Regions from separate parts of the Mus musculus genome. Here all the other regions are linked to region 1. A link is a contact called in public HiChIP or PLAC-seq and promoter capture Hi-C data. All regions are on one chromosome and are shown on one strand. The core of a region is the stretch at or near the end of the contact, and the rest is flanking DNA. Distances in the headings are between cores, read along the strand shown. Region 1 holds the start of Sncb (synuclein, beta). Region 2 overlaps Uimc1 (ubiquitin interaction motif containing 1). Region 3 has its middle 27 kb from the start of Nsd1. Region 4 overlaps Nsd1 (nuclear receptor-binding SET-domain protein 1). Region 5 overlaps Uimc1 (ubiquitin interaction motif containing 1).

Region 1 (3,314 bases), core at 712-3,211:
GTAGCTCCCCTTTTTGCTCTCTTCCCCCAAATGATCCCCACACTTGCTGCTCGATGTCAGATCCTGCCCCTGAAATGCTGCGCCTTGCCGTGAGGAGATCACAGCTCCGTTGTTCTCTCGGCATCCACACAACGCTCGCTCGAGACACAGTATGCTTTTAATGGTCACAATCCAAGCCTGCAAATGACCTTGGACAAAACATCCAGCTCTTTTCCACAAGAGCAAGCCCTAACCTATGATCTGAGCCCTGAAACAAGGGGTGAACTTCCATTTCCAGCCCTTTTCTCTCATTATGCAAATAACCCTTACAAACTCCCCTTTCACACTTTGGGTGAGAGATATTAACCTCCCGACCTTTGTCCTGATACCAGCTGGCAGCTGCTGGGACGATGAACTGGAGAGACTGCCAAGGTAAAACCACAGGCTGTGTGTGTGTGGGGGGGGGGGGCGGGGGCTGGTAGCTGGAGAGAGCCCGCCAATAACCAGGAAAGTGGGGCTTTCCAGCGGGATTTATACCCGGGCTTCTGGCTTTACCAGCTGTGTGACCTTGGGCAGAGTGGTTAACAGAGGGCCCCAGAGTCGCTGATCTGTAGACTAGCCCAGGAATGTTAGATGCTATAGCATTTCATTGCTCTTGGCCTCAGGTAAAGGTTCCCCACCAGGTCACTATTAATAGTGATGACGGGGTAAGAAAAAGGAAACTCTGGAGAGCTCAACACCTTGGTCCCTGGTTTTTCATTTGAACATCATCTCCACCAGCTCCCATCCCATCCCCACCTCCCAATTCCATGGACTGGCTGTGTCCCCAGTGACCCCTACTGACCTCGCCCATCTGCTGACTCATATTCTCATGCCCAGACCCCTCAATCACTCTGAGGACCCTTTCTGGTACCCTCAGGAGATACCCAGCCCTGCAGCCCCTTGCCCACCGACATAGAGGACGCCTTCCTTGGTCTTCTCTGCTGCCTCGGTGACCCCCTGCTTGGTTTTCTCAGCTGCAGCCACAACGCCCTCCTTGGCCATGGACAGGCCCTTCATGAACACGTCCATCCTGGCGGCCTGGGGAGGGCGAACACACAAGTGCCGGGGCGCTGGCTCTGCACCCTCACTCGGGCCCTCCCAGGGGACCTGGTGCCCCCTCCCTCCCTTCCTCAGACTTGGCGCGCTTCTGGGCCGGGAGCCCCCTCCTACCCTCTCTACTTCCCAGGTCTAGGCCTCAGAGCTATGCTGCGGCGAGTCCTAGCGTCCTTGAAACCCCGGGATGCGGGGAGGGGCCAGCACCTCAGTTATCCGGAGATCTGCAACCTGCAGGCCCGCAGAACCGGAAGCTAGGCTCGGCGCGAACACCGGGGCCTGTCTGTACACACAACAGTCACACGGTCTGCATACAAACACACACCATGGACATGCTCACGTGCACACACACAGAACACGGGGCGTTTAGAAGCGCATGGACACTCCGGCACACGGGCACGGACGCACGTCCGCACGTCCACCCAGACTGTAGCAATCAGAGAGGACAGACGCGCATCCTGCAGTGCACCTGCCCGCGCCCGCTTAGCGCTTTCCTTTTCTGTGCCCACGTTTCTCCCAGGGCAGTCTCCATCCCGCTCCTCATCTTACCCCAGATCCCCCTGGATCCCCAGTTCGGTGCTCTTTCCGGAGCCTCACCTGGGTTTCGGGGCCGGGCTGGGGGATGGAGCTGTGGTGGCGGCAGCGGCTGCTACTGCGAGCAGATGCGCGGGGCTGGGCTACGCTGGGTATGGATGGACTCGGGGCCAGTGGTGTCCTGCCGTGGTCAGGCTCTTGAGTCACCTTTCCTGAGCTGGAGTGCAGCAGTGCTCTGGCCTTGGGTGCTCTGCCACCAAGGATGCTACTCGCGCGCTCCGGCTCCGCTCCGGCTCCTGCTCCGGCGCTGCGGCAGCTCTGAGCTCAGCACTCCCCCCTGGTGGCCGCGCCGCCCCCTCCGCCTGACTGACAGGGGGCGGGGAGGGTGACATCTCCCCAGAGCAGGCGAGCCTCCAGGGGAGGGCCTCTGACGTGCAGCCGGGGACCCTAGTGCTGGAGAAGAGTAGTCTTTGAGGATGGTGGGAGGTGGCAATGCGGCGAGAGAGGACTGGTGTAGAAATTATGCGGTTGGCTTGGAAGTTCAGAGCGATTCCAATCCTAGCTGCGTTTGTTAGTAGCTGTGGGATCTTGAACTACCTACCTCACCTTTTGAAACGCAAGGTTCCTCTTCTGTAGAACCAATGGAGGGAGTCAATGCCCTTCTAGGCACCGCTTGGATGGGTGGTGCAGGTTGGGTGGAAACAGTGCTAAAGAAAAGCAGGGTTCGTATCTCAGGAAGACGCGCTCATGGCTGTGCAGAGACAAGAGGCAGGAAACAAAATCAATGTATCCACACTTGAATCATACAGGGTTACTTCAGCCTGTGAGAGTAGATAGGAAGACAGAGAAATGCTGATGTAAGAAATGGACTTGAGGCAAAGTAGGTAGACAGCAAAGGCCTCTTCCAAGAAACGACTTGGAATAGACAGATCCGGGAGAAGCAACAAGGTAGGCCTAGACAGGTGGGGGTGAGATCCACAGAACCAGACCCTCAAGGGCAAAGGCTGGGAGGCACCACCATGCTGACGGGCAGTCAGGATGCAGTGCAACCTGCTCAAGACCCAGACAAGAGCATATGGTTTATGGTTATGGGAGGGCATTCCAGATGCACGGCAGGACCTCAGTCAGTTCTATAAAAGAATTATACCCAAGCAGGTGTGGCATCCCAGATGAAAGGGACCCTGTGAGCTCAGGGAGTCAGGGAAAGAAGTAAAAAGGAAGTGGCACTTAGTTTGGGGCTCGTGGGGTGGGTAAGGTTTTCCCTCGGGAACAAGATCAGAAGAGCGTTTTAAGCTAACGATATATAACACAGATGAGGGCAGTGGTGGCAGAAGTGCTGGTCTGGGCGTTTGAGAGATGAGGTGTGCCAACAGCAGACAGTAGGGCACGGGGGGGGGGGGGATGCTCATGGCTGTGGTAGGGCTGTAAGTTGGCAGAGGCTTTAAGAAGGCCAGTTTGGCAGTGTTTCCTAGGACTATAAATGCATGCTCCTTTTGGATCAGCAGTGCCCCTTCCAGGAACTCACCCTGCGGATCTCTATTCTTGCGTGTGCACACTTACACGTGGGCCGGGACAGTCACTGTAGGAAACACTGACAATGCTCTAAACGTCCTCTTAGAGATCTGGTTACTTCCTTATAGCACATCCACCCAGTGGCACAGTGTGATGGTGTGGTTGGGAGCCATGAGCTGTCTCTCCCCTGCCCC
Region 2 (3,326 bases), core at 410-2,909, 300 kb after region 1:
CTCTTCTGAAGGTCCTGAGTTCAAATCCCAGCAACCACATGGTGGCTCACAACCATCTGTAATGAGATCTGATGCTCTCTTCTGGGGTGTCTGAAGACAGCTACAGTGTACTTACATATAATAAATCTTTTTTTAAAAAATGAAAGAAATATGCAAATATAGTATCGGATAAGACTAACCAGACACAATGGTAAGAGTATTGAGTAAAGGTGGTACAGAATTTCTGTGGCCTGAATAATACACAAGCTTAAGAAGTAAGATTTACAAGGCTGGAGAGATAGCTCAGCAGTTACGAGCATTGGTTGCTCTTCAAAAGGACCTGAGTTCAATTTCCAGTAATCACTCTATCTGTAGTGCAGCTCACAACTATCTGTAATACCAGCTTGTGGGGATCTGATGCATATAAATACCAATGCATATAAAATAAAAATAAAGAAATCATTAAAAAAAAAGAAAGAAGATTTGGAAATGCACATAGTAATTACACAGTAAGTGCATAAGCAGACGGTAATATGGCTGCCTCGTGGGAGCCAGTAAAGGAGACCATCAGAATAAGGAAAATCAGACTGCCAAAAAAGATAGAGGGAAAAGCTTTGAAAATCTAACAGGAAGTGAAAGCATACTGGAGTAGAGCAAGAACAAAGGCACCACACACACATCAAGCTGAGCACATTAGCTACACAGGTCCTCAGCACACAGAAGAAACTCAGCAGCCACTTCAAAATGCAAGCCAGATAAAAGCAAGGCAGGTCTACCCCTAGGATAAGTCCCAGTCCTTACAAGCCTCAAATCCAGTTTGAGATTTCCATGAGGCAGTGATTACTCCAGTAGACAGATCTATAGTAGAGACAAATCTCATTTGTGTTATACCATATGGCTTAGAATGCAATGGCCAGGCACCATTTTGGAGGTCAGGGGGATTCTATTGTTAAAAACTGAGTCTGGAGAGGTGGCTCAATGGTTAAGAGCACTGATGTTCCTCCTAAGAACCCGGTTCAATCCTCAGCACCCACATGGCAGCTGCAAATGTCTGGGAATCTGATGTGTTCTTCTGACATCCAAGGGTACCAGACACAAATTTACATGCAGCTACAATACCCATACACATAAAAATAAATAAAAATTTAAAAAACAAAAGACAGAACTACACTGGGGTCTGAGGTATGGAACATCTACAAGATAGGATGCCTCAATATGATCTGCCACTAATCTTTAGTCAGGGAAGCCTCTTAAAAGCAGTTGTGGACAGCAGCAGGGCTGGACTCTAGCCAAAGGGTACAGGCAACATGAGACTGGCTTAGATTGGATCATGTTTAAGGAAAGACAACCCATCCATGCTCAGTGGTCGGGAACAGATCTCATCAACAAGAGCTATGCTGGAGTTTAATAGCTCTGAGCCTTAGGCCAGTAAGCAGATCAAACTTTACAATCACCTACCTAAATTCATTACTGTTAAGCCCAAGAACTCTCAAGTACCTGGGGTGTAATGAGAGACAAAAAGGCATCTCTCCAGTAGGGTGATTAATATACAGGGGGCCTTGAAAATACCAAGGCAGGCCTTTTGCCTGTACCAATCTCAGTGCTGATATGATTTCCACACTTCCAACCCACTCGGGAGGCACTCCTTAGATAAACAGCCACTCAAGAAGATACAATATAGGCAGGCTAAAGAGGATGTGAAACTCTGTCCAGCCCACAGAATGCAAAGCTAAGTGTATCTAACAAACCCTGACATGCAAAGAAAGAAAATGGTTGTGAAGAGCGCTCTGGAAGATAGCAATACAGACTCTGTAACAACATGAACCAAAGGAAAGCCACACCAACAGTTCACAGTCCAACCAACCCTCCTCCTGACTCCACAGGCATTATTCAAGGACCCAGAAAGAAGCTTCGGCAACAGCTCACCTTTCCCTCTCTCTGTAGTTATGTTGTTCTGTGCTTAGGTGTGACTTTTCTCCCCTACATGTTTAAAGGGACTTTACGTTTCTCATTTGTATTACTTGTGTGCATGTGTACATGCAAAGGCATAGAGATCAGAGGACAATTTTTTTCAAGTTAGAACTCTCTTTCCACCACATCGTCTGGGGAGCAGATCAGGTCATCAAGCTTGGGGAACAAGCACCTTTAGCCCTATTATCCAGGATTTTTCTTGTTTTATTTTGCTTTTTGAGATAGGATCTCTCTATGTAGGCCTAGATGTCCTAAAACTCACTATGTAGACCAGGCTGGACTCAAACTCACCAAAATCCTTCTGATTCTGTCACCCTAATAAAGTATTTTTTTTTGGAGGTGTGGGGGGTGGAATGGGTAGAAGATATTGTAGATATTTTTAAATGTTTTTACTTGTTATTTCTCTTCAAACATTTATCTAATTTTGTTTACCTTTTTTTTTTTTTTTTCCGTTTAGGGAAAACCTTTTCCCTAGTTTCTTTTCTTAAGACAGGCTTAGCGGTTAAGAACACTGACTGCTCTTCCCGAGGTCCTGAGTTCAAATCCCAGCAACCACATGGTGGCTCACAACCATCTGTAATAGGATCCAATTCCCATTTCTGGGGTATCTGAAGACAGCAACAGTGTACACCTATAGATAAAATAAAATGGTCTTTAAAAGATTAAGAAAAAAAGACTTAGTTAAAAAAAAAAAAAAAAAGCTGGGTGTGGTGGCGCACGCCTTTGATCCCAGCACTTGGGAGGCAGAGAATTTCTGAGTTCGAGGCCAGCCTGGTTTACAGAGTGAGTTCCAGGACAGCCAGGGCTACACAGAGAAACCCTGTCTTGAAAAATCAAAAAGAAAAAAAAAAAAAAAGACAAGCGCTCATTGTGCAGCTCTAACTACGGTGAACTCATTCTATTAGAGCAGGCCGGCCTCCTGGGAAGAGCTGGGATTAAAGATCTGCACCAGCAGGGCTCAGCTTTGTTTTCACTCTTTCCCCCAATGATTCCTTCTTTCCCCCTCTTTATGTCTTGAGTTTATCTTACTGACTTTTTAATGCTCTTATATTTTTATGCTTTTATTCCCCATCCTACATTTATTAAATTTTGCTCTTGAACTTTTCTGTTTAGTGATGCTTTCTTACTTTCCAGCTCTTGTCTCTCCCCTTCCCCCCAATTTTTTTCTATTTCTATTCCTTTTTATAATTTATTCATTTTATGTATATGAGTACAGTGCCACTGTCTTCAGACACACCAGAAGAGGGCATCAAATGCCCATTACAGATGGTTGTGAGCCACCATGTGGTTGCTGGGAATGAACTCAGGACCTCTGGAAGAGCAGTCAGGACTCTTAACTGCTGAGCTATCTCTCTAGCCCCTTCTTACTTCGTTTC
Region 3 (3,689 bases), core at 513-3,012, 420 kb after region 1:
GAACAGCCAGTTATACCCAGGCCTACCAGTTATAGGCAGGGCTCTGTCACCCTGTGTGACTCAGCATTCTCTCCTGCAAGATGGGGGCATACCAGTTTCTCACTGCTGTGACAGAAGCAAGCAAGTAGGGAAGGAATGGTTTGTTCAGGCTCATGGTGGGAGGGTACAGTCCGAGACAGCATGGCGGCAGGAGAGTGGTCATGTGGCACCCACAACCAGAAAGCATCAGAAGATGAACTCTGGTGTTTCTCACTCTCCATCTTTCTAGGAACAGCTCTGTAGACAGGCCTATAGATGCATTTCCATGGAGTCAAGTTGATGTTGTGAAAGTTTCCTCTAGGATTGAAACATTCCACTATGCAGGCGAGATCATGTTTCCTTGGTTTGGTTTGGTTTGGTTTGGTTTGGTTTGGTTTGGTTTGGTTTGGTTTTTTCGAGACAGGGTTTCTCTGTATAGCCCTGGCTGTCCTGGAACTCACTTTGTAGACCAGGCTGCCAGGCTGGCCTCGAACTCAGAAATTCGCCTGTCTCTGCCTTCCGAGTGCTGGGACAGCCAGGGCTACAGAGAAACCCTGTCTCGAAAAACCAAAAAAAAAAAAAAAAAAAAAAAAAAAAAAGAGTTGCCTTGGTCATGGTGTCTGTTCACCGCAGCAAAACCCTAACTAAGACATCTCCCCAGGAAAAGCTTTGTCATACAACAGTTGACAAAGAGGATTAACATGATCATCATAATAACCTGCCTAGTAGTATCTGTAAGGTGGATGGAACGGGTACCCATCCCGCCCAGGACGGCACTGGCGTCAGCAGCATAGGAACGCTGTTGCAGTAGCTGCACTTGCTCGGGAGAGCTCGGATAAGGAAGGAGGAAGCCGAGGCTTTGCCAAGTCACCTAAGTCCAGTCAAAGGCGCCCAATGCAAGCAGCGTTTCCTTTCCCATTTGCCAGGGTGTTTGTTTGTTTGTTTGTTTTGTTTTGTTTTGTTCTGTTTGTTTTGCTTTTTTTTTTTTCTTTTTCCTGAGCCCTGGCTGTCCTGTAACTCTCTTTGTAAACCAGGCTGTCCTGAAACTCACTGAGATCCTCCAGCCTCTGTCCTCCCTGAATGCTGGGATTAAAAGTGGTGACTCTTGTCAATTTGTTTTTTTTTTTTAAGATTTATTTATTATTATATGTAAGTATACTGTAGCTGTCTTCAGACACACCAGAAGAGGGAGTCAGATCTCGTTAGGGATGGTTGTGAGCCACCATGTGGTTGCTGGGATTTGAACTCAGGACCTTCGGAAGAGCAGTCGGGTGCTCTTACCCACTGAGCCATCTCACCAGCCCAGTCAATTTGTTTTTAAGATAGACTCTCTTATAGCCCAGGTTGCCCCTAAAGTCACAATGTAACCAAGAATAACCTGGAACTTCTATTTGAGTTAGTCCTACTATGTAGTCCCCCCTGGCCTCAAACCACAGAGATAGGCCTGACCCCGCCTCCCAAATGCCAGAAAGTGTGCACCCCCACACCTAGCTGACCTTGAACTTCGGAGTCTCTTCACTTTCCACCACCAAGCTTACAGGCTTGCACCTCCAGACCTAGTTTTTTTGTTTTGTTTTGTTTTTCCTTTCTTATTTATTTATTTATTTATTTATTTATTTATTTATTTATGATTCTTCAGCTGACAGCAAGAGTATCTATTGTACACGAGTTACACTTGGCCACAAGTGAGAACAGACCTAGTCCAGAATGCCAAAGGTCCAGGGCAGAGAGCCAGCCGGACTGTTTGGGTTATAAGAAAGGCAGTCATTTTCCCAGGTGATCTCGGCCAGATCACGTTCCAGGTCCACTGAGACTTACTACCGACAGCAGCATACAGATCAACAACTTGTTCCGGTGTCCTGGCCTTCGGCATCCCTTACCTCTCTGCTCCTGCAGGCTTCGTGGGTGCACAAGCTAATTTACTTGGACCTCTGCCTCTTCTTTCTTCTCTTCTCTTGCGCCTCAGCCTGCGCATTCATTCGCATTCTCTTCTTCCGCCACTTCCCTCTCGTGGCGCAGGAGTTTCAAAGAAGATGGCGCTAAGGCCGAGCCAAACCTAGTTTTTATAAGGGGCCTTGAAAGCGTACGAAGGAGCCACTACATTCTAGAGTCCTAAAAGGCACAACAAATGCCCTGAGCCCAGAAGCAAGCTACTCTCTTCTCAGACGTTGACAGCTCAGGGTTTGGGAGCCCGGGAGACGCCAGACAGAGAAGTGACGAGGGCCAGGAAGCCCAGGCTTGCAGTGAAGGAGTCCAGGGCTCCTTCCCTCCCTGAGAACTCCTCTATGTAATTCCCGTGCTTAGTCACATGGGGGTGACAGTGCATCAGGGAGGCCCTGCTCCTCTGAGTCAGCAAAAATAGAAAAACTAAGTGGGGCTGGAGACAGTGACTAAAAGCAATGAGTGCTCTTCCAGAGGACCTGGGTTCAATTCCCAGCACCCACATGGCAGCTCACAATTGTCTGTAACTCCAAGATTTGATACCCCCCCCCAAAAAAAAAAGAAAAGAAATTAAAAAAAAAAAGATTTGATACCCTTACCCGGACATACCAATGCACATAAAATAATAATAATAATTAATAAGCAGGAGCTAAAGGAGGGCTGGCTTATCAGGTAAAGATGCTCACCGCCAAATCTGATGATCTGAGTTGAGTCACTGGAACCCACACATTGGAGGGACAGATCAGACTCCTGAAAGCTGCCCTCTGACCTACACTGGTGCACACTCCCCTAAAAGAATTAAATAAATGGTTTGTTTTAGTGTCTTTTTTTTTTTTTTTTCGTTTTTCGAGACAGGGTTTCTCTGTGTAGCCCTGGCTGTCTCCTGGAACTCACTCTGTAGACCAGGCTGGCCTCGAACTCAGAAATCTGCCTGCCTCTGCCTCCCGAGTGCTGGGATTAAAGGCGTGCACTACCACGCCCGGCTCATAGTAGTATCTTTAGGTGACTCAGAGATCTACTGAGAATTCTTACCACATCCCAGTGACGGACAGTCCATTCAAATTCCCAACTGACAAGTCAGACAGCCTGCCCAAGATTACCCAGCCAGAATGTGAACCTGGTCAGGGTTGCTCCCAATCAGGCTGCAGCAGCTTCTGATCCTAGGCTCACAGTCCAGCTCCAGCCTCTGTCTGCCAGCATCTGGAGGCTAAGCTGCTTCAGCTGAGCTGGCAGAGCAGAGTTCTTCGTGGGGAGAGACATGCTTGCACAAGAGGTTGGGGGAGAGACTGTCTGTACCTCTGTTGTAGAAAGGCTGGTCTGAGGGGTGAAGCCTTTGCTTTCCCTCATATATACAGTTATGTGTGTGTTTATATATGTGTATACATACACATATATGTGTGTGTATACACATATGTATATGCATATGTGTGTATATATGTGTGTATACATATTTATATATTCTATGTATCTATGTATGATATATATATGTATATGTATATATACACACACACACACACACACACATATACATATATATTAGGCTTTAGAACAGAGGTTCTCAACCTTCCAAATGCTGCATGCAACCCTTTAATACAGTTCATTTATGGTATGGTGACCCCAACCATAAAATTATTTCCATTGCTACTTCATAACTGTAATTTTGCTACTGTTATGAATCATAATGTAAATATCTGATATGTGACCCCCGTGAAGGGGTCCTTTGATCCCCT
Region 4 (3,525 bases), core at 85-2,584, 460 kb after region 1:
TCTCCTTACGTCTTCTTCTTGGGCACTAAGATTAAAGTTCTGTGCTACCATTAGCAGCAAAAATAGATTTTAAAAAATCTATACTATGTGATACAGCAGTGTGCAATATTGAGTCTAGCATCTGCTCAGTTTGGATAACACTGGATCTTATCCTTTGTTTTCTATTCCTTTTTGAAAGTCTCTTGTGTTCCAGTGTGACTTCTCATTGGCTGTTTTATTGAGGATGGTCTTGATCTTGTGATATTCTTGCCTCTACCTCAGAGTTCAGGGAGTGTAGTGTGCACCACCATACCCAGTGAGACTGGCTTAGCATGCCAGGTGTCATGCGTGCTCAGCAGGCCTGGTCACAACCCAGTCACATCGCTATCACAAATTAAAATTTCTTTCCTTGTCTTGAGACAGGGGCTTACTGTGTACTAGCTTACAATCAGACTGGCTTGTAACTTTGGTGATCCTCTGTAGTATCTGTCTCATCTCTCCCCCTCTCCTTCCTCCCTCCCTCCCTCCCTCCCTCCCTCCCTCCCTCCCTCAGTCTTCCCTTCCTCCCCCACACTGACCCCAACACACACACACACACACGCACACAATTTGTTGCTTGTTTTTGAGATGTTGTTTGTTAGTAACCCTGGCCTCAATTGAGGGAATGAAGGCATGCACCACCACACCCATTAGAAAAAAATTCTTTAACGTTTTTGTGGGTATATATGGCTGTTGCAGTGCACGTGTAGAAGGCAGGGAGCAACTCTGGAGCGAGTTTTCTCCTCCTTTTTTGTGGGTTCCAGGGATTGCACTAAAGTAGTCAGGCTTAACAGTAAGGGTTTCTATCCATTGAACCATTGTGCTAGCTTTCAAACTTAATATTTGAATAAACATGTAGTGAAAAAATTTAAAGTGTACCAGTGAAATTGCTGTACTGTACTGGGCCTGGTTAGTTAACATCTTTCCTTACTATGTCTTCTTTCCACTTAATAGCACAAAGTAGCAGATTATGTACACGTGAAGATTCTGGGCTCTAGTGTGTTCTAGCCCTTTCATATGATTTACATTATCCGTGTGTTCTAGCTCTTTCATATATATATGATTTACATTATCCGTGTGTTCTAGCCCTTTTGTATGATTTACATTATCCGTGTGTTCTAGCCCTTTTGTATGAATTACATTATCCGTGTGTTCTAGCCCTTTTGTATGATTTACGTTATCCGTGTGTTCTAGCCCTTTTGTATGACTTGCTTTGCTTTCCTCATGTTGCCCAGCCTGGCTTAGAACTTACCTCCTGTCCCAGCCTCCCAAGAGAATGTTGGAATCTTAGGCATGTACTACTGGGCCTGCTTAGATTTATAATTGAGAAAAGTAAACACATCTGTAGTAGAGAGAGTGCTTGCCTAGCATGCAGAATGTAGTGAGTTCAGTCCCTGGCATTCTGTATAAACAGGTGAAGATAGTGCACAGCATGAGTCTACCACTTGGTGGGGCAAAAGAAGGAGGGTCTCTTAAGAGTTCAGTGCCAGCTAGGGCTATGCTGTCTCAACAATAAATTTAACAGTAATTCAGTAGGCTAAAGACTAATTTGTTTAGGGGAAGTCATATAACCAAGGTACCATTGTCCTAAAGTTACCTGACTTTAAGTCATCAACGAGTAACTTGCTTGTATAGATTTATTATTTTGCTAAGTTTTGTTTGGATGTTACAAGGATAGAGTTTAATTTTCTGTAATTATTTCAAATGATGCCTAGAAAAAAAATTGAAAACTACAATATATAAGAAAAAAATCATGCCAGGCACTGGTGGCACATACCTTCAATCCCAGCACTCAGGAGACAAAGGTAAGTAGATCTCTGTGAATTTGAGGCCAGTCTGGTCTACAGAGTGAGTTCCAGGACAGCCATGGTTACCTAGAAACTCAAAAAACCAAAAGATTAAACATAAAAATAAAAGTAAATAAGTAGAAGAAGAGTAGTTAATATTATGGTTTGACTACAATCTGGCATATAACTTAAGCTACTGGGAAGTGCTACTTTGTATAGCATTTAAATTACTATTTATTATTATTATTATTTTGGTGTTTCTAGATAGTTTCTCTTGTATCCTTGGCTGTCCTGGAAGTCACACTGTAGATCATGCTGTCCTTGAACTCAGATTAACCTGCTGCCTCTCGAGTGCTGGGATTAAAGGCATGTGTCACCACAGCCTACCTTAAAGTATTAACAAAGGGCAACATTTTTATAAAAATTTCATTCATGGCAAATGACTTCTGCTTACATTTTATTACAAAGTATACTTGTAATATGAACATGACAATATTCTACCATTTCAATGACGTTTAAGATCAGTGTTTGAAATAAAGATTTGTTGAAAGGATTCATTAGATTATTATTTTTACTAGTTATATATCTAGTACGCAATATACATTTATCAGAAGTGTTAAAATTGGCTTTTGTCATTTTACTTTCTCTGATAGTGCAGTTAAAATCTAGAAAGAGTGCCGGGCGGTGGTGGTGCACGCCTTTAATTCAGCACTCATGAGGCAGAGGCAGGTGGATTTCTGAGCTCTAGGCCAGCCTGGTGTAGAGTGAGTTCCAGGACAGCCAGGGCTACACAGAGAAACCCTGTCTCGAAAAACCAAAAAAAAAAAAAAAAAATCTAGAAAGGCCCATTTTTATAAAAGTCTGCGTTGTTTGTGAAGTGCTCATAATAACTTTGTGTTTATAGTCTTGTGATGTAAGGATGAGTTTTTCTCTTCAGACAGGATCATGCTATCCAGACTAGGCTGGCTTTTTTTTTTTTTTTTTTTTTTTTTGTTTTGTTTTTTCGAGACAGGGTTTCTCTGTGTAGCCCTGGCTGTCCTGGAACTCACTCTGTAAACCAGGCTGGCCTCGAACTCTGAAATCCTCCTGCCTCTGCCGCCCGAGTGCTGGGATTAAAGGCGTGCGCCACCACGCCCGGCTTAGGCTGGCTTTTAACTTGCCATGATTTCAACTTTTTTCTGCTCTCCTCAGTTTACGTTGGGAGACTCAGTAACTGTTGACTGTTCTTTTCTCAACGTGCTTTTGAACCGGTGTCATTCCCAGGGTTTCCTCCCCAGTGCATTAAGACTTCAGATGCTTTTTAACTGTGTTAAAGATTTCCATTTACATTGTATGCTATTTTACTTCTGACTATTTAAAGTTGCTTTATATTTTAAAGAGCAAAGTGTAAGATGAACATTTTCATATGGGAGCTGGAGAGTGGCTCATTGAATAAGAGCCTGCTCTTCAATTCCCAACACCCACATGGAGGCTGACAGTTATTCGTAACTCTAATTCCAGGGGATCTGATGACCTCTTTTGGACTCCATGAGCATCAGGCATGCTTATGGTACACAAACATGCATGCAAAACACCCATATACATAATACTAAAAACAATTTTTTCACACACAGTAGTTTGTTTTTCAGACATTATCTTCTGTGTTGCTCAGGTTCACCTTATAATTTTGGTATCATATGATCGATCCTTCTGTCTTATTACCATCCTGAGGAGCTGAGAC
Region 5 (3,371 bases), core at 237-2,736, 270 kb after region 1:
TATTAGGTATTTAGCTCATTTACATTTCCAATGCTATACCAAAAGTCCCCCATACCCACCCACTCCCCCTTTTTGGCCCTGGCGTTTCCCCTGTACTGGGGCATATAAAGTTTGCGTGTCCAATGGGCCTCTCTTTGCAGTGATGGCCGACTAGGCCATCTTTTGATACATATGCAGCTAGAGACAAGAGTGAGGTGGAATCTCAGGGTTGTTTTGATTTGCATTTCCCTGATGATTAAGGATGTTGAACATTTTTTCAGGTGCTTCTCTGCCATTCGGTATTCCTCGGGTGAGAAATCTTTGTTCAGTTCTGAGCCCCATTTTTTAATGGCGTTATTTGATTTTATGGAGTCTACCTTCTTGAGTTCTTTATATATATTGGATATTAGTCCCCTGTCCGATTTGGGATAGGTAAAGATCCTTTCCCAATCTGTTGGTGGTCTTTTTGTCTTATTGACGATGTCTTTTGCCTTGCAGAAGCTTTATAATTTTATGAGGTCCCATTTATCGATTCTCGATCTTACAGCACAAGCCATTGCTGTTCTATTCAGGAATTTTTCCCCTGTACCCATATCTTCGAGGCTTTTCCCTACTTTCTCCTCTGTAAGTTTCAGTGTCTCTGGTTTTATGTGGAGTTCCTTAATCCACTTAGATTTGACCTTAGTACAAGGAGATAGTAATGGATCAATTCGCAATCTTCTACATGATAACAGCCAGTTGTGCCAGCACCATTTGTTGAAAATGCTGTCTTTTTTCCACTGGATGGTTTTAGCTCCCTTGTCAAAGATCAAGTGACCATAGGTGTGTGGGTTCATCTCTGGGTCTTCAATTCTGTTCCATTGGTCTACTTGTCTGTCGCTATACCAGTACCATGCAGTTTTGGCGAGGATGTGGAGAAAGAGGAACGCTCCTCCATTGTTGGTGGGATTGCAAGCTTGTACAACCACTCTGGAAATCATTCTGGCGGTTCCTCAGAAAATTGGACATAGTACTACCGGAAGATCCAGCAATACCTCTTCTGGGCATATATCCAGAAGATGCCCCAACCGGTAAGAAGGACACATGCTCCACTATGTTCATAGCAGCCTTATTTATAATAGCCAGAAGCTGGAAAGAACCCAGATGCCCCTCAACAGAGGAATGGATACAGAAAATGTGGTACATTTACACAATGGAGTACTACTCAGCTATTAAAAAGAATGAATTTATAAAATTCCTAGGCAAATGGATGGACCTGGAGGGCATCATCCTGAGTGAGGTAACCCAATCACAAAGGAACTCTCACAATATGTACTCACTGATAAGTGGAAAATAAAGTTTTAATGAAGAAAAAAAACCGCAAACAAAAATTTCTGCCTAACAACTCACTATTCTAATGTCCTGTGGAAACGGCTCTGTTTTCAGGAGGCCACATCTACACCTGACCTCTTCCTCAGAATGTGCTCTTAGTCAAGCTACAAGCCACATCCCAAGGAAGTCTTCTATATTGCTCAACATCCTGCAACTCAACTGCTATATTATGACATTGCAAAATGCTCACTGCTTCCCCAAAGCACCAAACACCCATTTATAAATTCAAAGAAAACAGAAGCCTTAGAACAATGCAGAAGCAGGATCATTTTTAACTGAAAAAACAGATGAGTGGTCTACACTGAAATTATAAGAAAAAGAAATTCAGGCTTTCAAACAATGATGGCAGGACGGACAACCAGAGAAATACAGGGGACAGGCACTAGTGGCTTCACCTGGTGCAGGTGCTGCTGTGTCAGATAAGGAACAGAGTGTGCCCGCCTACCTGTTGGCATCCAGAGCCGGCTGTGCAGCTGTCCGACCGTCACTCTTGTTCTTGGCCTCTCTTCGTCTCCGAGTCAACACTTCACCATTAAAAGAAAAAAATGTTAGCTGGCAATAGACTCAGGATATAGAAGACAAAATTTATTAAGAAGAAACAATTTTCCGGGCGTGGTGGCACACGCCTTTAATCCCAGCACTCGGGAGGCAGAGGCAGACGGATTTCTGAGTTCGAGGCCAGCCTGGTCTACAGAGTGAGTTCCAAGACACCAGGGCTACACAGAGAAACCCTGTCTTGAAAAACAAAAAAACAAAACAACAAAAAAATTTAAACCTATTCTGTGAGGAAGAAGTTCACTGACTGGGAAACCACAACCTTTCTAATATTGAAAATAATACAAGTGACCAAAACTGCCAGCCACAAGATGTTCCCTCTCTGTTGCTAATTCATGAGATATAAAAGTCTAGTTCACTCCAAGGAAGGTTTCTGTGTTCTACCTAAACATCAGTCAGTCAAGGAACATATACATCCTCTACCAAAATTCTGTCTGGTGTACCACAGATCCAATGAAGTACTGTAGGAAACGCAGTGATGGTAGCTACAGGTGAGTCCTACATAAGCCCCAGGCCTTACAAACTTCTCAGTGCTGCACTTCCTAAGTGAGGAAGAGTAGGACAGCAAGCACAGCTGGCCCGTCTACTCCACTAGGACCACCTCCCACTTCTACTGCGGGCATACAGGCGATAGAAGTATCTGTCTCGCATCAAAGATATCTGCTTATGGAATCATAATCCCTCTTAATGATCTTATAGGTTATTTAATCAAGTGTTTTCTAGTCTTTGGCAAACAAAAAGTAAACATTTCTCTTCAAAGTATGCCTTCCTTACACTTAACACACCACAGAGAATATTTAGAAAGTTACTGGAGTATGAAACAACCTATCCTGTGCATTACTTGAATCTTTAGTGTGCACAATCTGGGTTACACCAGCTATTGAATAAATAAATATCTATTAGGTTGCAGTTAAGTATTTGGCACACAAGCCTAAGGACCTCAGCTTGATCCCTGGGTAAAAAACAGGACAGGGTGGCTTTTGTCCCAGTGATGGAGAGACAGAGACAAGAGGATCTCTGAGGACTGCTGGCCAGCCAGTCTGTTTTAATCAGCAAGCTCTAGGTCCCAAAAAAGAGAGAGAGAGAGAACAAGAAACAAAAAAACGGCTGGAGAGAAGGCTAAGAGGTTAAGAGCACTGGCTGCTCCTCTAGAGGTCCTGAGTTCAATTCCCAACAAACACATGATGGCTCACAACCTTCTTTAATAAGATCTGGTGCCCTCTTCTGGTCTTCAGGCATACATGTAGCAGACTGCTATATAAATAAATAATATATAATAAGTCGGGAGGTGGGGGAACAGAGTAAATATATAAAAGGAAGGAAGGAAGGGAGGGAGGGAGGGAGGAAGGGAGGGAGGGGGAGAGGGAGAGAGAGAGAGAGAGAGAGAGAGAGAGAGAGAGAGAGAGAGAGAGAGAGAGAGAGAGAGAGAGAGATCTCCCCAAAAGGGGTGGGGTGGGGGATACATG

Evidence for each region. Promoter capture Hi-C pulls out the DNA fragments that hold promoters and counts their contacts. HiChIP or PLAC-seq counts read pairs in DNA pulled down with a chosen protein or histone mark.
Region 2: a contact with region 1 is called in an H3K4me3 HiChIP or PLAC-seq map of embryonic basal ganglia, with 4 times the contacts expected there. The contact joins the enhancer-like site here to the promoter of Sncb in region 1. A contact is called at or near these places in 14 of 39 promoter capture datasets (the 3T3-L1 cell line, 3T3-L1-derived adipocytes, the C10 cell line and 7 more), 1 of 484 Hi-C or Micro-C datasets (bone marrow-derived macrophages), 14 of 115 datasets of contacts at active chromatin or transcription factors (VIP interneurons, astrocytes, embryonic basal ganglia and 9 more) and 2 of 9 other capture datasets (adipose tissue and liver).
Region 3: a promoter capture Hi-C map of hippocampal neurons shows a contact between it and region 1, with 7 times the contacts expected there. The contact joins the enhancer-like site here to the promoter of Sncb in region 1. A contact is called at or near these places in 8 of 39 promoter capture datasets (the 3T3-L1 cell line, the C10 cell line, the HPC-7 cell line and 4 more), 2 of 15 datasets of contacts at CTCF or cohesin (embryonic stem cells and large pre-B cells), 3 of 484 Hi-C or Micro-C datasets (bone marrow-derived macrophages and embryonic stem cells) and 11 of 115 datasets of contacts at active chromatin or transcription factors (craniofacial prominence, embryonic basal ganglia, embryonic forebrain and 7 more).
Region 4: an H3K4me3 HiChIP or PLAC-seq map of embryonic forebrain shows a contact between it and region 1, with 4 times the contacts expected there. The contact joins the enhancer-like site here to the promoter of Sncb in region 1. A contact is called at or near these places in 1 of 39 promoter capture datasets (the C10 cell line), 10 of 115 datasets of contacts at active chromatin or transcription factors (astrocytes, cardiomyocytes, embryonic basal ganglia and 7 more) and 1 of 9 other capture datasets (adipose tissue).
Region 5: a contact with region 1 is called in an H3K27ac HiChIP or PLAC-seq map of acute myeloid leukemia, with 2.5 times the contacts expected there. The contact joins the enhancer-like site here to the promoter of Sncb in region 1. A contact is called at or near these places in 4 of 39 promoter capture datasets (the 3T3-L1 cell line, the C10 cell line, embryonic stem cells and 1 more), 9 of 115 datasets of contacts at active chromatin or transcription factors (VIP interneurons, acute myeloid leukemia, craniofacial prominence and 5 more) and 2 of 9 other capture datasets (adipose tissue and liver).

What each region holds. Positions count from the first base shown.
Region 1 is chr13:54,764,634-54,767,947 of GRCm38.p6, forward strand. Sncb (synuclein, beta) reads right to left here and starts at 1,962. Exons shown (of 6, transcript NM_033610.3): 1 at 1,672-1,962; 2 at 930-1,059. The coding sequence starts at 1,050.
Region 2 is chr13:55,061,827-55,065,152 of GRCm38.p6, forward strand. All of the region lies in intron 7 of Uimc1 (ubiquitin interaction motif containing 1), which reads right to left. Among named protein-coding and RNA genes, the nearest start is that of Uimc1, 37 kb to the right of the region's middle. Within about 2 kb of position 1,660, at least 21 of the 459 cell types and tissues checked have an H3K27ac peak or open chromatin away from gene starts, as enhancers often do. A contact at or near this core is called in bone marrow-derived macrophages, where this site is marked.
Region 3 is chr13:55,180,494-55,184,182 of GRCm38.p6, forward strand. No RefSeq gene overlaps it. Among named protein-coding and RNA genes, the nearest start is that of Nsd1, 27 kb to the right of the region's middle. Within about 2 kb of position 1,763, at least 309 of the 459 cell types and tissues checked have an H3K27ac peak or open chromatin away from gene starts, as enhancers often do. A contact at or near this core is called in bone marrow-derived macrophages, craniofacial prominence, embryonic basal ganglia and 7 more, where this site is marked.
Region 4 is chr13:55,223,222-55,226,746 of GRCm38.p6, forward strand. All of the region lies in intron 2 of Nsd1 (nuclear receptor-binding SET-domain protein 1), which reads left to right. Among named protein-coding and RNA genes, the nearest start is that of Nsd1, 15 kb to the left of the region's middle. Within about 2 kb of position 1,335, at least 4 of the 459 cell types and tissues checked have an H3K27ac peak or open chromatin away from gene starts, as enhancers often do.
Region 5 is chr13:55,038,750-55,042,120 of GRCm38.p6, forward strand. It overlaps Uimc1 (ubiquitin interaction motif containing 1), which reads right to left. Exons shown (of 15, transcript NM_011307.3): 11 at 1,796-1,874. Among named protein-coding and RNA genes, the nearest start is that of Hk3, 19 kb to the left of the region's middle. Within about 2 kb of position 1,487, at least 55 of the 459 cell types and tissues checked have an H3K27ac peak or open chromatin away from gene starts, as enhancers often do. A contact at or near this core is called in acute myeloid leukemia and adipose tissue, where this site is marked.